2 separate regions of the Mus musculus genome follow, and region 1 is linked to region 2. Evidence: chromatin contacts called from public Hi-C data. All regions are on one chromosome and are shown on one strand. The core of a region is the stretch at or near the end of the contact, and the rest is flanking DNA. Distances in the headings are between cores, read along the strand shown.

The links. Hi-C and Micro-C count contacts between places; a contact is called where the count stands out from the background.
Region 1: a Hi-C map of rod photoreceptor shows a contact between it and region 2, with 2.7 times the contacts expected there. The contact joins two enhancer-like sites. A contact is called at or near these places in 5 of 39 promoter capture datasets (the C10 cell line, HPC-7-derived erythroid cells, embryonic stem cells and 2 more), 7 of 484 Hi-C or Micro-C datasets (the HPC-7 cell line, LSK cells, Th1 cells and 3 more), 1 of 115 datasets of contacts at active chromatin or transcription factors (memory CD8 T cells) and 5 of 9 other capture datasets (adipose tissue, embryonic stem cells, liver and 2 more).

The regions. Positions count from the first base shown.
Region 1 is chr12:116,152,569-116,159,400 of GRCm38.p6, forward strand. No RefSeq gene overlaps it. Among named protein-coding and RNA genes, the nearest start is that of Gm23732, 17 kb to the right of the region's middle. Within about 2 kb of position 4,448, at least 6 of the 459 cell types and tissues checked have an H3K27ac peak or open chromatin away from gene starts, as enhancers often do. A contact at or near this core is called in rod photoreceptor, where this site is marked.
Region 2 is chr12:116,080,550-116,087,517 of GRCm38.p6, forward strand. All of the region lies in intron 2 of Vipr2 (vasoactive intestinal peptide receptor 2), which reads left to right. Among named protein-coding and RNA genes, the nearest start is that of Gm46383, 5.8 kb to the left of the region's middle. Within about 2 kb of position 2,797, at least 8 of the 459 cell types and tissues checked have an H3K27ac peak or open chromatin away from gene starts, as enhancers often do. A contact at or near this core is called in rod photoreceptor, where this site is marked.

The DNA of each region.
Region 1 (6,832 bases), core at 3,198-5,697, 74 kb after region 2:
ACTTTTGCCTGTGCCACCTCAGCTGGCTCCACCAAAACACCAACAAAAATAGTTATAAAATAAAAATAAATGAATAAATAAATAATCTATTTACTCTAATTTCTAAAAATAAAACTTTGAAGTGTACATTGCACTTAACCCAGTAATTTTATTTCTGGAACTCTTTCCTAATTTAATACTCCAAGTTAAACATAGTCATAGCAATGATATATTTTTTAAAAAACTAAAAATAATCTAATGTTCCATCATTTAAAAATGGATAAATAGTTATTAAGAATATAGAATAAAGACTCTGGCTTTGCAGCCCACTTGGAGAAGGTGATTCCAAGGACTACGGTCTCAGTACTATGGGAAGCACTGTCCATACACAGAAGCACCAGCTCGCTATACTGTGTCACCTGGGAGCATCCAGTAGCATGGAAACTGCTTGCCCAGCCTGAAGCCTGAGACTTCCACCACTGCATTCTTCATAGTAATTAACTCTGTCAAGCAAACCATGAGTAATGCAGCACAAATTACATGATCTAGTTACTCACCTAGCAATGATATTATGTAACACAATGAAGGACAGCCACTTTGGATCAGATAAACTGCAGAAGGGGAGAGCATGGCTTATTCCACACGCAGCATTGTAATCTTTGTGCGAGTAGACCATACGGCTAACCAGCATGGCGTCTCTTTGCAGTACAGACACCATCCTGCCATTGGCATCTTTCCCTTTTCAGAGAGATAAAGAGCCAGTTCCCCAAGTGTGTGTGCACAGAACTTCAGTACACATGATTGGCGTTAAGGTCTGTCTTACCACTCACTTTCTTCGTTGTAACACATGGGCTTCCTATAAGCATCAAGGACGCTACACAATCAGGGAACAATGGTTAGGAAGAGGTGTGCTCTTTATCTACCTCTGAAAATAAATATCTACACTTTTTATTTAGGTCTTTCTGAACTTGCATTTTAACTAAGACCGAACAGTTGCTTTGGCCATCTTGTGTACCAAGAACTTGTGCAATGAGTCCTTGCCCCTGGTTCAGAATGGATTCAGAGTGAGGCTGTGTTTAGAGAGACCTTACAGAAATCACTGAGTCACAATGACCTCATTAGGGTCCAGCATCATTGCTGTGCATATGGACACTGGTTTTCCCTGCACCAAGCTGAAGAGGCTGTTCTTTCTCATTGGATGGTCTTGGATGTCTGAGGAGCACCTGACCACTGACCATGTATGTGTGCAGTGTTTGGGTCTGGCCCTGGTCCTTGTGTCTATCCGTATGTCAAAATTTCACTGTTGATGACTGATTCCTGTGATAGGTTTGAAGTTCAGCTTCCTTCTTTCTCAGTTGCTCTGCCTCATTAGGGTCCCTTAGTATTCCACAGGAATTTTTAGAATGAATTTGAAAGTCCGATATTAAGATCTTCAGTCAGTATTGCCTGCGTCTTCCATTCTGTGAAGATCCTCTCTCCGTACTTTATGGTATCCTACTGTGTCATAAATTTTTATCTTTTATATACTGGACATTAATGAATTGATATTTTGTTTCTGTATATTTTTCTGACTTAAAGTCAACCATGTCTCATTCACATATTGTCCTAGGCTTCTTATTTGTATACAGCATCTTTTGTATCCTTTTTCTCTTGGTCCCATTTGTGTCTTTAAACCTAAAGCAAGTATCCTATAAATAGGCCTTAGTTGGAGCATGGACTTTTCAAAAAAAAAAAAAAACTATTATATAAACCTCTAACTTTGATCAGAGAATAGATAAAATTCCTATGTATTTAAAATAATTACTTATTTTAAAAAATAATTTGCTTTTTCAGATAAAATTTTTAACGAATCAGTAGGTTAGTTTCTCTGTTAAAAGGCACATTTTTAGATTGCATCTAATATGAAACTATGCTAATTTTTAGAAATTACACCTAAAAGAATGACACTAGATCATTCACATAATTTAAGAATTTCATCATTGTATCAGATTAAACTAAAATCTTAAAACATTTCATCTGACAAAGAAGGGGGTTTTGTGTCTGTTAACAAAGGTCATATTTATAAAATACTTAGTAAATGCAAAAAGAAAATATCAAACAAGAATGGCAGTAGTAGATTCTTTTTTAAGATCCATGACCTCACTAGGCCTGGGAAGTCAGTTGGGTCTGTAGTTACCGGGGACTGCTCCCTTCCTCTTGAGTAGCCCTCAAATCCACCAACAAATTGCTGGTCATTTTTGTGGTTTTTAGATGTCATAGTTGGGCAGGACTATTAATTGCTTCTCTCCCTTGACAGATTTCATAGCATTTTCTGGTACCATGAAAGGTAGACCACAGAAGGAAAGCTTTCAGGCTAAGTCCAGCTGGAATAATTGAAACCCTGTATGCTAAAGTATGCAGTGCCTTCAGCAATAGGTGTTTACCTATGCAAGGCAACCAAGGGCTAGAACCATAGTCTATATTGTCGTGGAGCCACTCTGACTACCCTGACCAACCATTCTCAAACATGGTACTGGGGACAAGAATATGGTGTGAGCACCCTCTCATCTCTTCTCTTCAAGGACCTTGGGCTCTATGGAATCCCATAGCCAAACAGAGCAAGTGTGCCAGCTCAGCCTTCTGTTCCTCTTCTCAAAAAGCTGTAATGTCACCCTTAGGATTTTATCTAGTTCAGTCACCTTCCAGAAGCCCTACCTCCAAACATCATCATGACTTCGGGGAATACGTTTCTAAAACATGAACTTTGGGGGGAACATATTAAAAGTGCAGCACCAAGAAAGCCCATGGAGAAGCTGTCTATCCTGGTCAAGTATCTGGGGAGGTAACCTCAGGGCTCACCTTCCTGTTTTTCAGGCACCTTTGGGTCATTTGTTTCTATAAGCAGCACCCTCAAGGAGAATCTGTGATCATATGAAGCCACAGAAGCGCTGGCTCTTTCCAGCCTTCTTGCTTTAGCCTATTGGGAATCCTGTGTTCAGGTGTCCCTGCCCTGTGCAGAGTCCTCCTGGGCAAGTAAGGCCTTGACTAAAGCATCCAGGACTGTTTTAGAGGATGACGGGGTAAGAAAGCAGGCAAGGGATTGACCCAGCCATGCTACCTGTAAGAGATACACAGGAGGTATTGGGACTGCGACCAGCAGGTACTGTGAGAGACAGAAACAAAGCAAGCGATTCCTATGTTCTACTGTGCCTGGGGAATATGGCACCTCTGAGACAGGGCACTTGCTCCCAGACACATGCTGCAGATGTCACATCACACAGCAGAACAAACCGTGTCCCCGGGGGTCAGCAGACTGGTGTGAATAGGCAGATATTAACTATTTTAGGTTCATAACAGTCATAGGCCTTGGGATGGTGTGGCTGGGCTGGTCCTGTCTGCTAACCCCTCATCACAAAGTCCGACGATGTCCGAAGATGTCCGAAGGGAGGTGTGTACTGGCTGGTTTTGTGTGTCAACTTGACACGAGCTGGAGTTATCACATAGAAGGAGCCTCCCTTGAGGAAAGGCCTCCATGAGATCCAGCTGTAAGACATTTTCTCAATTAGTGATCAAGGGTGGAAGGGGGGAGGGGGGAGGGGGGAGGGCCCCTTGTGGGTGGTGCCATCCCTGGGCTGGAAGTCTTGGGTTCTATAAGAAAGCAAGCTGAACAAGCCACAGGAAGCAAGCCAGTAAGTAACATCCCTCCATGGCCTCTGCATCAGCTCCTGCCTCCTGACCTGCTTGAGTTTCAGTCCTGACTTCCTTTGGGGATGAACAGCAGTGTGGAAGTGTAAGCTGAATAAACCCTTTCCTCCCCAAGCTGCTTCTTGGTCATGATGTTTGTGAGGAATAGAAAACCTGACTAAGACAGAGGTGTTACCCTGTTTTGTGAATGAGCCTCATCATAAGCAGAGTTGCTTTGAAGTAACTGAACTTTTTCTTTCTTTCTTTCACTCCCTTTCTATTCCCCTTTCTCCTCCCTTGTAATTCTTATTCATTTGTTGCCTGGCTTACACTCTATCAACTCAGACTTGGGAGAAACTCATCCATTAATCAATCATGTAAAGGAATCCATACACATTACCTAGCTTTATACTCCACCAACCTGTGGAATGTGTGCCCCGTGGGACAGTTTTCAGAGCCTCTTGTGGGCACAGGCTTTCTGATGTATGGGGTCTTAGTCCTGAAAGGATGTCTTACTTCAATTCTCTTTTCTAGAACAATCTGAAGGGTGCCACATTCTCAGAATAGGCATGTTTTGTTGGAAGGGCCACATAGAAGGAACATTTCAAGGAGGGGAAACTGCAAAGCCCTTGACTCTATGTGCCTGGCCAGAGTAGTTACATGCTGGTACACGTTCACTATAATTCACCCACCTGACACTTGGGTTAGACCTGAATGTCGTTTCTTTAACTCACACTGCTCATCCCACTGGCCTTTGCTGTGCTTCTCTGTGCCTCCTCAGAGATACATGAAACTGTCCCATCCCCCTAACGATGCTGGATGGATGGCTCCAACAGCTCACTGCTCTCACCTTGACACAAAGTCCTAGCGTCTGCATCTGTGAGACAAGTTGGAATTTATATATTTCCAGTGGAGATTAATAATTCATTAGATGCTGAAGTAGAAAAACAAAGTACCGATTAATCAAGGCTCTGCTGAGGCCTGCTTTGCAGCCACCAGTCTGTGGGGATTGGCAGTGCTTTTACACTGGAAGTAGGTCAGGACCACAGAAAAGCAGCTCTCATGCACTAGCATCTGTTCGCACTAATCACTGTACACAGCTTTGGGTCTTACTATAGTTTTTATTAGTTATCCCAGCTGGGATTTATGTCTCAGGAATAAAGAGCCAAGAATGGGAGGAGTTACCCTCGAAAGATCCAGGTCATGTGGTGCAGGGCAGGGAATATGGCTGACTCAATCTCTTTGCCCATAGAGCCTCAGAGTATCAGATCTTAGCACTCTAAGGAGGGAGACTCAGAGGGTACAAGTCTTAGAAGTCTCCCTAGGGCTTGGTGCCCAGCAAATATATGCTGTTTGTGACTTCCCTAATACCAGGTACAGGCCAACACAAAGGACCTGTCCAAGGGAAACTCACGGCTCAGACCTGATCTATTTACAGGTTGAGTTTGGGTGAAGCCAAGAATAATTCTGAGGAGAAGCAAATTCTGAGATATACTCCAGAAAAGAGTGAAGCCATGCAGGACCTGCCCAGAACTTGTAAGGCAAGGCTCTCTCACCCACCCAGTCGTGACTTGCAACAGGCACCACTGAATGTTCACCCATTTTCTCCAAACATAGATTTCGTTTAAGTAGGCCACTCGATGACGGTGGAAACTATGAGGGCTACCTGTGTGTGCCATAGTGTGAGTTCTGTGAGAACCAGACTATGGTTCTCCTGGTTTTAAGAGTACCTGGAAGATGGTAAACATCTCCCCGCACCACCACCACCACCCATCCTGGTAATTGTTCGACTATTTATTTAAGGACCTAAAGCACAAGAGAAAAGACACATGTGAATATTTGAGTAAAAGTAACAACCAGCTGTGGCCTGTTTTGAAAGAAAGTGTTAGGTATGGAGGAAAAGAATGGGAGCCTCCCCATTCATCTGTTGGGCTAGGCATCAACTCAATTCCCCTGGCTCCAGCTCAAAAAAGATCCTTCTTTACCCTGGTAAGACAGTACTTGCAGGTGACATTTTCTATAACACTAAAGAGTGTAAGCCACTGGATTTGTCTTCTGTGCCCTGTCTTCAGAACAGACCCGCAAGTGCAATCCAGAAAACTAGGCCTAAAGGAGACCCCTGATTCCCAGAACCAATCCACTAGATCAAGAAGATCCTTGCCCCATTGGGTCTGCAGACAAGCAGAAATCAAGAAACCCTTGATATACCTTCTCCCTCTGGCCCTGTAGAAACTACACTAGGCATCTTACTGAGCTCAGCTTGCAGTCTCCTAAGAGACTGGCTGGTAAAGAGAAGTCAAAAAGGCATAGGAAGGTTAATCTGGCTCTAGCTAGCAGTCTTGTAGAGTCACACGCCACTGTGTTATAGCCAACAGGATCAGCTGCCAGGTCCAAACTCACCATTCACATAGAACACTGTGCATTCACTAAGCAGAACGTTAATGTAATATTTCACAGAACCTGTAGAGAATGTCCTTCTAACTCATTATCTAAACTCAACCTTTTTCTCTAGCCTAGCTTTTCATTTTTAATCGCTAGGCTCACAGCCCAGTATTTGTCAGCTTACTCTGATCGATCAGCAGCCATACTGAGAAACTCAAAATCCTAGCTGCTGAGAATACAAAGGAATTGTATCCTCTTGACCTTGACCTTTTGATTCTCAAAAGTCTCTTGACCTTGTAAAGACAGTTCCTGGGGCACATCTACTCAACCCTCAGCGTCATCAGAATCAAAAGCTCAGTTGCCACACATGAGCCATAGCTGAGGTTAAGCGTCTTGAAAGTTCACCTAGAACACAGAGACTGCCCGGGGACATCACTATCACTATGAGTGAATGTTTTGGAAACCATGCAATAGGGGAGTAATGGGAGATCATGGGAAAGGGGGTCTCAATCTATCCTAGCAAAGTCCATTCTTTTCATCACATGGCCTTTGTCTTGGCCTTCGAAGCATATGTTTTCTACTCTGTTCAAATATTATTTCAGTACATTGACCGAGTTTTGTGGTGTGCGTGGATTTTTGGATTAGTGTGTCCTATTTTGAGGACTGTAAATCACTTTTAAACATGCATAAGCTGTTTATAAAATAATTTACTAAAGTGGGACTCAGCCTGCATTAACAGCTGAAAAATCACTCCACAGAGACAGCTCCATGAAGCTGACGCCAGAGGACAAGCTAATGAGAAGTGTGG
Region 2 (6,968 bases), core at 1,547-4,046:
TAATTATTGTAATACTGTGAGTTTGTTGAGTTTGTCTTCTGAGTGGAACTGAAAGTTTTCTGAGTCACTAGGCCTTTGATTTGTGCCTCCGTCATGGTCACAGACCCAAAGGCCCCTGAGTATCAGCCTAGGTATCAACAGCACAACCTTTTGTCTGGGATCTTTCTGCTCAACAGTCATGTGTACACCTTTTTCAAGAAAGAAATTAAAGTCCATAGTCTGGTGTTTGTTAGCAAGACTCAAGTCCAACACTCCACTCTGAACCTATTACCTAACAAAAGAGTTACAGCTACATCACTAATGCGAAATTTCTAGGAGCCACATTAAAACAATTTTTTTTAAAAGTGAGATTAGTCTTAATAATGTATTTTATATTAACTTAAATTATTGGCCTAATCATTTTGACTTATAAACAACAAGAAATCATTGTTTCTATGTTCTTTCTTTCTGTTAAGTCTTATAACATAGTACATTTTTAAAGAATGTTATTAGCACCTCACCTTTTGCGATACTTTTCAAGCTTCCAGTACCACAGATTAGTCAGTGGCTCCCACACTAGGCGAAAGGGCTCTAAATAGGCACCTTTTTTTCTACCTGTCTAAGACCCCTGTTTCCTCCTCTGAAAATGAAGGCTTCAGCTCAAAGCTTCCTTTAATGACCTGTGATTTTACAGCACACATGTGGTTCTGGAGCTACATTCCCTAAATTGTCTAGTTGACCTCACAGTCTGTCGACACAAATATAATCAGTCAGTCTCACTGCTCCAATGAAGGGCTAGCACTAAAAAACTGACTTCAGTTGGCAACAAATGAGAGCTATGGGTCAGCACTGTGGTCACCGAGGCTGGCTCTGTTCAGTAAAAACCTCAGAGTTCAGAAAAGCATTCCTGTGGCAAAGGCGCACGCGTGCGCACACACACACCAAACAACAACAACAATAATGATTATAACAATAACAAGATGAAGAAGAGGAGGAGGAAGAGGAAAGGAACTTAGACATGAGGCTGGTGAGATGACTTAGTAGCCATGAGCACTTGCTGGGTTCCCAACACCCATGGCATCACATTTATAACTACAGTTCCTAGAAACCCAGTGCCCTCTTCAACTCCATAGGCTTCTGCATACACGTAATATGTGTGTATGCTTCCAGGCAAGCATTCATACATGTAAAATTGAAATAAGTATTTTTTTAAAAAATGAAATTAAAATGGGAGCTTGGCAGACCACTGTGGCCAGTGATGGCTAGAGCTGCTAATGGTCTCCTGATGAGTGGCCCTCTCAAAGATGACCTCCTGTGACAAGCTTCCTGGGTTCCCAGGGGACAACCTGCATGGACATCCTAGGTAGAGTCTATGAAAACTGCTCAGATTTCCTTAGTGCTTGTCTGGCATGGCCAGGTGGATCAAGTCTGTGGGACTTCACCCTTGTTTGTCATACAGACAAACCTCATTGCTTTTTCTTGCAAGAACGGATGCCTACTTGGACGTTTCATGTTGTGGGCTCTTATTTTCAGTGTTAGCTTACGAGAAAAGTATATGTATATCTGATTCATCCACCTTTCTGTTTTGCAAGAACTTCTTGGTCATTAGCTAGCCACCCTCAGGAGAGCAGAGCTGACCATCAGCCAGCCACTGTGCAGCTCTCAGAAGAGATAGCCTGTGACCCTAGTCCTCTCTGAAATATGCAGAGTTCCAATGCCAAGAGTATAAATAGCAGTAGGTTACCAGGATGAAGATGCTGCAGGCATTGAGAGCCAGAGGCTGTGCAGAGCCAGAGCTGAGAGAGCACTTCTGGTAGGACAAGGCCACAGGACATATCCTCATGAAGTCACAAGTGACATTGCTGAGCTCCTAACATCTGTGAGCGCTACTTTCATAATCGGTGGCAGTGTGTAATTGGTCTAGAAGAACCTCAGAAATTAGAAATAAAGTAGCTTTGATGTTGACAAAATAACTTCCACAATCCTAATATGGAACTCTTCCACTTTGTTTTATGATGTATCAAGAAAACAAAACAAAACAAAACAAAACAAAACAAAAAGATGTAGTAAATCCATACAAAACCAGTTCTAAAAAGGACTCAGAAAGCTGTGGAGGTATTTGGAGTCCTGTAGTTGAATTTTGATTCACTGCTAAGACAAACTTAATCTTGACAATATGAGGATGAGGAGCCTAACGTCACAGATGGTTGAGGGTGGAGGAATATTCTCAGGGAAGTCAGTATAGGAACTTTCCTGTGGCTTTCTTATGGCATCTATGGCTACTCCAGGAATTGGCAGCACAAAAGTTAGACTGGTGTGCTTTGATGACCCCCTCCCTGAAAAAGTAGGTGGTGTTTGCCAAAGGATGTGTTTTACTACAATCTACTTAGAACCAGGTAAAAAAAGGTGCTGAGCAGTGGCCGTTGGTTTGTTTTAAACAGAGCATTGGACTCCTTGGAGGGACTGTGAGGGCCTTGTTATTCCCTGCTGACGAGCTGGACTGAGAGTAGCCAGCCACAGGTTCGTGGTAACAGCAGAAGATGGGAAATGTTGGGCCAGAGACAGACAGACTTCCCTGCTTCTCACACGGCGTAGAGCAGGAGCTTCGCACTCACCATGGTTTACTACTTTGAAGACTCTCAGATCCAAGGCCCATGTATCTGGGTCACAGCCCCACCCTAGTAAATCCACAGCATCCACAGCAGCTTGTTAGGATCCTGACAGCAAGTTAAGGATCCGGGAGTGTGTGGGGTGCCTTAGTTGCCAGACCGCCCAGAGGAACACAAACACGGCCTCTGTTGCCCAAGGCTGTTTGCATGTGACATCCTCAGAAGAGAAGCAGATGCGAACAGTTAGAGTCTTCTTAGAAGAGGGGCTCCGAAGCCCACACTGGAGAGCATTTAGCAGACTGAAACAGCTTCTTTTTATTATCCAGGAATGGTGTGTGGTCACCAGTGACCACAGCACATGGCCACTAATCCTTCTACCCTGTTGTTCTTGAGAGAGACAAAGAGAACATGTTTGGTTCCTGTTACATCTCACAAATCTTACACCATGCCTTTAAAAATATTTCAACTGGCTTTTACAGAAGGAATGAACATTTTTACATCCAAAATTAGTGTTAGAAATTAGTGACTATGAACACAGAAAAAAAAGTACTGCAGTAAGAAGTGTGTCCATGCCTCTCCTGCCTTGCCCTGTGAGGCTGACAGTGCTGGTGCACAGTGCCCTTGAAAACCATCCATGTGTTTGTTCTGTGTCTTGATCTCCCCTCTCTCCTTTCGTTTGGAGACTAGACTGTGTCATCTCTACACTCTCCTTTGAGTTTACGTAATATCTAGCACGTTCTTTTGGTTCCTTTCAGCTATTGAACTTTCAGATGAGTGACAATACGTCCCTATTAGAAACGATGTTCTAAGGAATAAAATAACTCACCATATAGTGACTTCAAGTAACTAATCATGAAATTAAGTCAGTTTCTCATGACCATGTAAGTAGCAAGGTCTGCATGATGCAGTCCCTCTTGGTCAGTGACGACTGGACCCTGAGGAGAAATCTTAAAGCAAGAGGAAAGCCGTGCTGTGTACTCCCAGCAGGTGCTGGGGTCCAGAAACAGTGTCATGTGCCTGGCACAGGCCTGACACAGTGAGTAGGCACTGCGGGGTGTTCAGTACAAAGGAAGATGCGCACTCCTGTGCTACCTGAGGCTTTCTCTGTTTGGTAAGAGTAAGGGGTCCTGGACTTGCTTCCAGAAGCCCAAGACCTCAGGGTAAGGACATTGAGTCCAGACAGGAGGGCTTTCTAGGTCTACACCTGCTGGCTCTGTATCTATTGCTTGTTAGAAACAGAGCAGAATTTTCTAGAAGGACATTGCCTCATTCTTCTGTGTCTGCTCAGAGGCAGGAGTGCCACTTAAATGCTGAGCCACAGATTGCAAGTTCCACCTGCCTGTTGAAATGAGTGTTTTCTTTCTTTGGACCTGTGCTGGCTTATGAGGCTCTAGGCAGCACCCTGTGTTCGTCTCTCTGAGGTCTAGATCTGGCTGCTTCTCTGTGTTGATTTCCACATTATAACCTTGACATAAACCTCTTTCCATCTTTTCTGGACATAAGTTAAGGCTTCTGGGAGCAGCTGTGGCTTTTCTAGATGAGACAACTCGCTGGACAGACACCACACGAGGTGGTACAGATAACCCCAGAGTCTGGGTTGCTTAAGTATGGAATGAGGTGTTGCCTAACCTTCCCTGAGCTGCCCTGAGAAGACTTGAGTATGACAGTAGGCCACAAGTTATGGATCAGAGTGAAACACATGCCATGAAGCTGTGTGGTACTTTGTGGACACCCCCCCCAGGAGGTTAATCTGTAATCTGTAAGCACTCTGTGAACATATACACGCACACATGGTTGCGCCAAAAATGTCCTGGGATTTACAAGGAAGGGGAGAGGGGACTTCCACCTGGGACTTTGGTAATGGCATGAGAGACGTGTGCCAGGCTGATCTCAGATGTAGGAAGTAAGAGGGGGTTGTGGCAGTGGCAGGCTAGGGACATCAGCACAGATGAGGAAAGAGAGCAGAGTGGATATGTGTAGCCCCGAGGGTGGAGATACACTGAGGGCCTTGGAGGGCAGTGTCTCGGTATGCGCTATGCTTTAGGGAGGTCAGGGCATCCTTGGAAATAAAGAAACACAACAAGCCAATAGCATTCTGAAGAGAAATGAAAATGTTTCTTGTGGAAAGTGGTGGGGGACAGCAACTCCCCAAAGCCTTTTCGGGGAGCAAGAGGCCGAACTACAAGGATAGAAGGGCAGAAAGGCCTGGAGGGTACAATGTGCAGTGCTGCCCTACGGTGTCCCACAGAAGAAAGCCACTCAGAGTTCAGGGAAATGGCCTCTGTGGGGTTGGCTAAGCCTGATCCTATGCCTGAGGAAGGATGGTGAAGGAAGAGATCCATCAGGGGCTGTGCTCAGCAGGGAGTGACAGACAATGCTCAGACTCCTTCTGCCTTGTACAGAAGGAAGGATCAAAGTTAGCTGAAAAGAGAATGTTCTAGCTGCACAGCCCAGTCATCTCAGGGACATGTCAGCCCTTCACGACAGAGGCCAGAACAGGAAGTACTTACTCCTCAGAACTAGCCTTGAGGGGTTGAGGGACAGGGTCTGTTCCCAAGAAGGTGGGATGGCATCACTGAATCCTAACCCAAAGCACTGACTGCTGACTTTCCAGGGCCTAGGCACCCTGGAAAACATAGTCCTCTGGTTCTACATTGATACAATTTTGTCCTGGCTACCGCTGGATGGTGGCTTGGCATTAACTCCCGTGAAGGGTTGAAGTCACAACTTCCTAGAGTAGCCACAACTTTGGTCTCCTTGCCTGGGTCAGTTCCTGCCTAGATATGTCAGGGCCTGCTAGTAGATACACTGGCGTGGTTGTGGGACGTCACTAAGTCCTGATCATGAATCTGAGGGAGATTATCTTGAGATCCATGGGCAGGATGTCTCATGCCAGTGATGGATCTCCAGATGGGATCTGTTGCTATGAAAAATATTACCCAGCTCTGCCCAGTCTTGAACTTCCGACGGTAACAGCCAGACCCTGAGCCATGGTAGAACCTGGAGAAAAGCTTCTAGAGTGTTTCATATGGGAGGAAACTACGCCATCAGCCCGAGCACTGTGAATGCCCTCATGAGTCAGAGGGTCAACATTTTGCAAATATTCAGCACATGCATTGGTTAGGTACCCACATTGTGTCCCCTTACTACCCACTGTCCACATGGTACTACATGAGGACCTGGACCTGTCAGGTAGTAAACAGTCTCCTATCTTAAGGGCTAGGTTCTGCACTCAGTCTTTATGTGCCAGTGACTAAGCAGGTCTCTCCACATGGATTATAGTGACTCCTGCTGGAATGCACTGATATTGGGGTTTTATAGGATTTGGCAGAGTTCCCCTGTCAAAAATGTAGGCTCTGTCCAGATCTGCATACTACTTTATAAAACCCTTTTTGTTCATTTAGCAAATTGTGTTGCTTCTGGGTCTGAATCATGGTGCAAACTTAGCCCGTGTTCTAGAATCTGGTTTCAACCTTTGGGATCCACCTTAACCCCCAAATAAACCTGCTTTAGATTCAAAAGCCAGATGTGAGCTGACTTTCCAATGCCATCCAGCAGTAATTCCCTGTAAATGGTCTTTCCAGGTCTTAGCTAATACTTCACCCTAGAGACAGAGGATGAAATTCTAGCCATCCCCTGATTAGGGATGTGAGCATTTTTACCTGGATCCTGTACAATGTCTTGTGGCACTCCAAACACGTGGAGTCCTGGCTTTGAAGAACCTTCTAACCTGGCCTGATTTGCCACCGTTTCTCTAATACTAGGAGTGGTCTCATTCATCAGCATGCTCCAGGCTAAGCTTCTACTACCCTTCCTTGTAGGAAGGGCTCTCTGTCAAGACTGTCCTAAGATAATGCTACTGTGTCCACAGTGTGGCCCCAAGCATAGTAGGTGTTTAGAAACCCTTTGTGAAAGCCTCATGATTCCCAACACATAAGCAGCATGACCACAATACGTTTAAAACTGCAGGGCCAATAGGAAGGAGCAGCGTCCTGACTAGCTTCTGTCTCCATGGGTAACCAGGTTCCTGATGGACCCTAAGCCTGCTCCATGCATAATCTTTGGGATCTCTTATGGCCCCAGTGTGCGCTCATCTATAACCACATTAACTGTCTCCTGAGAGGGGCGTGCTTTCCTTGGGTGCTTCATTCATGAGTCTTGACAGGCTATTGCTTTGGGTATTTCCCTCAAAAGGATTCTTTGCTGTGCTTCTCCCAGTTCAGTTACTGTCATTATTCCTAATTGCAGCTTTCCTAAAATGGCATTTGGCAACATACCTAGATGAGCTAATGCATAGATGGAGTTCTGATCTCACTGGCAATATTTTAAGAACAAACGAAGCATCCTCAGAACAAAAGAAAGGGATGAATCCTCTCAGCA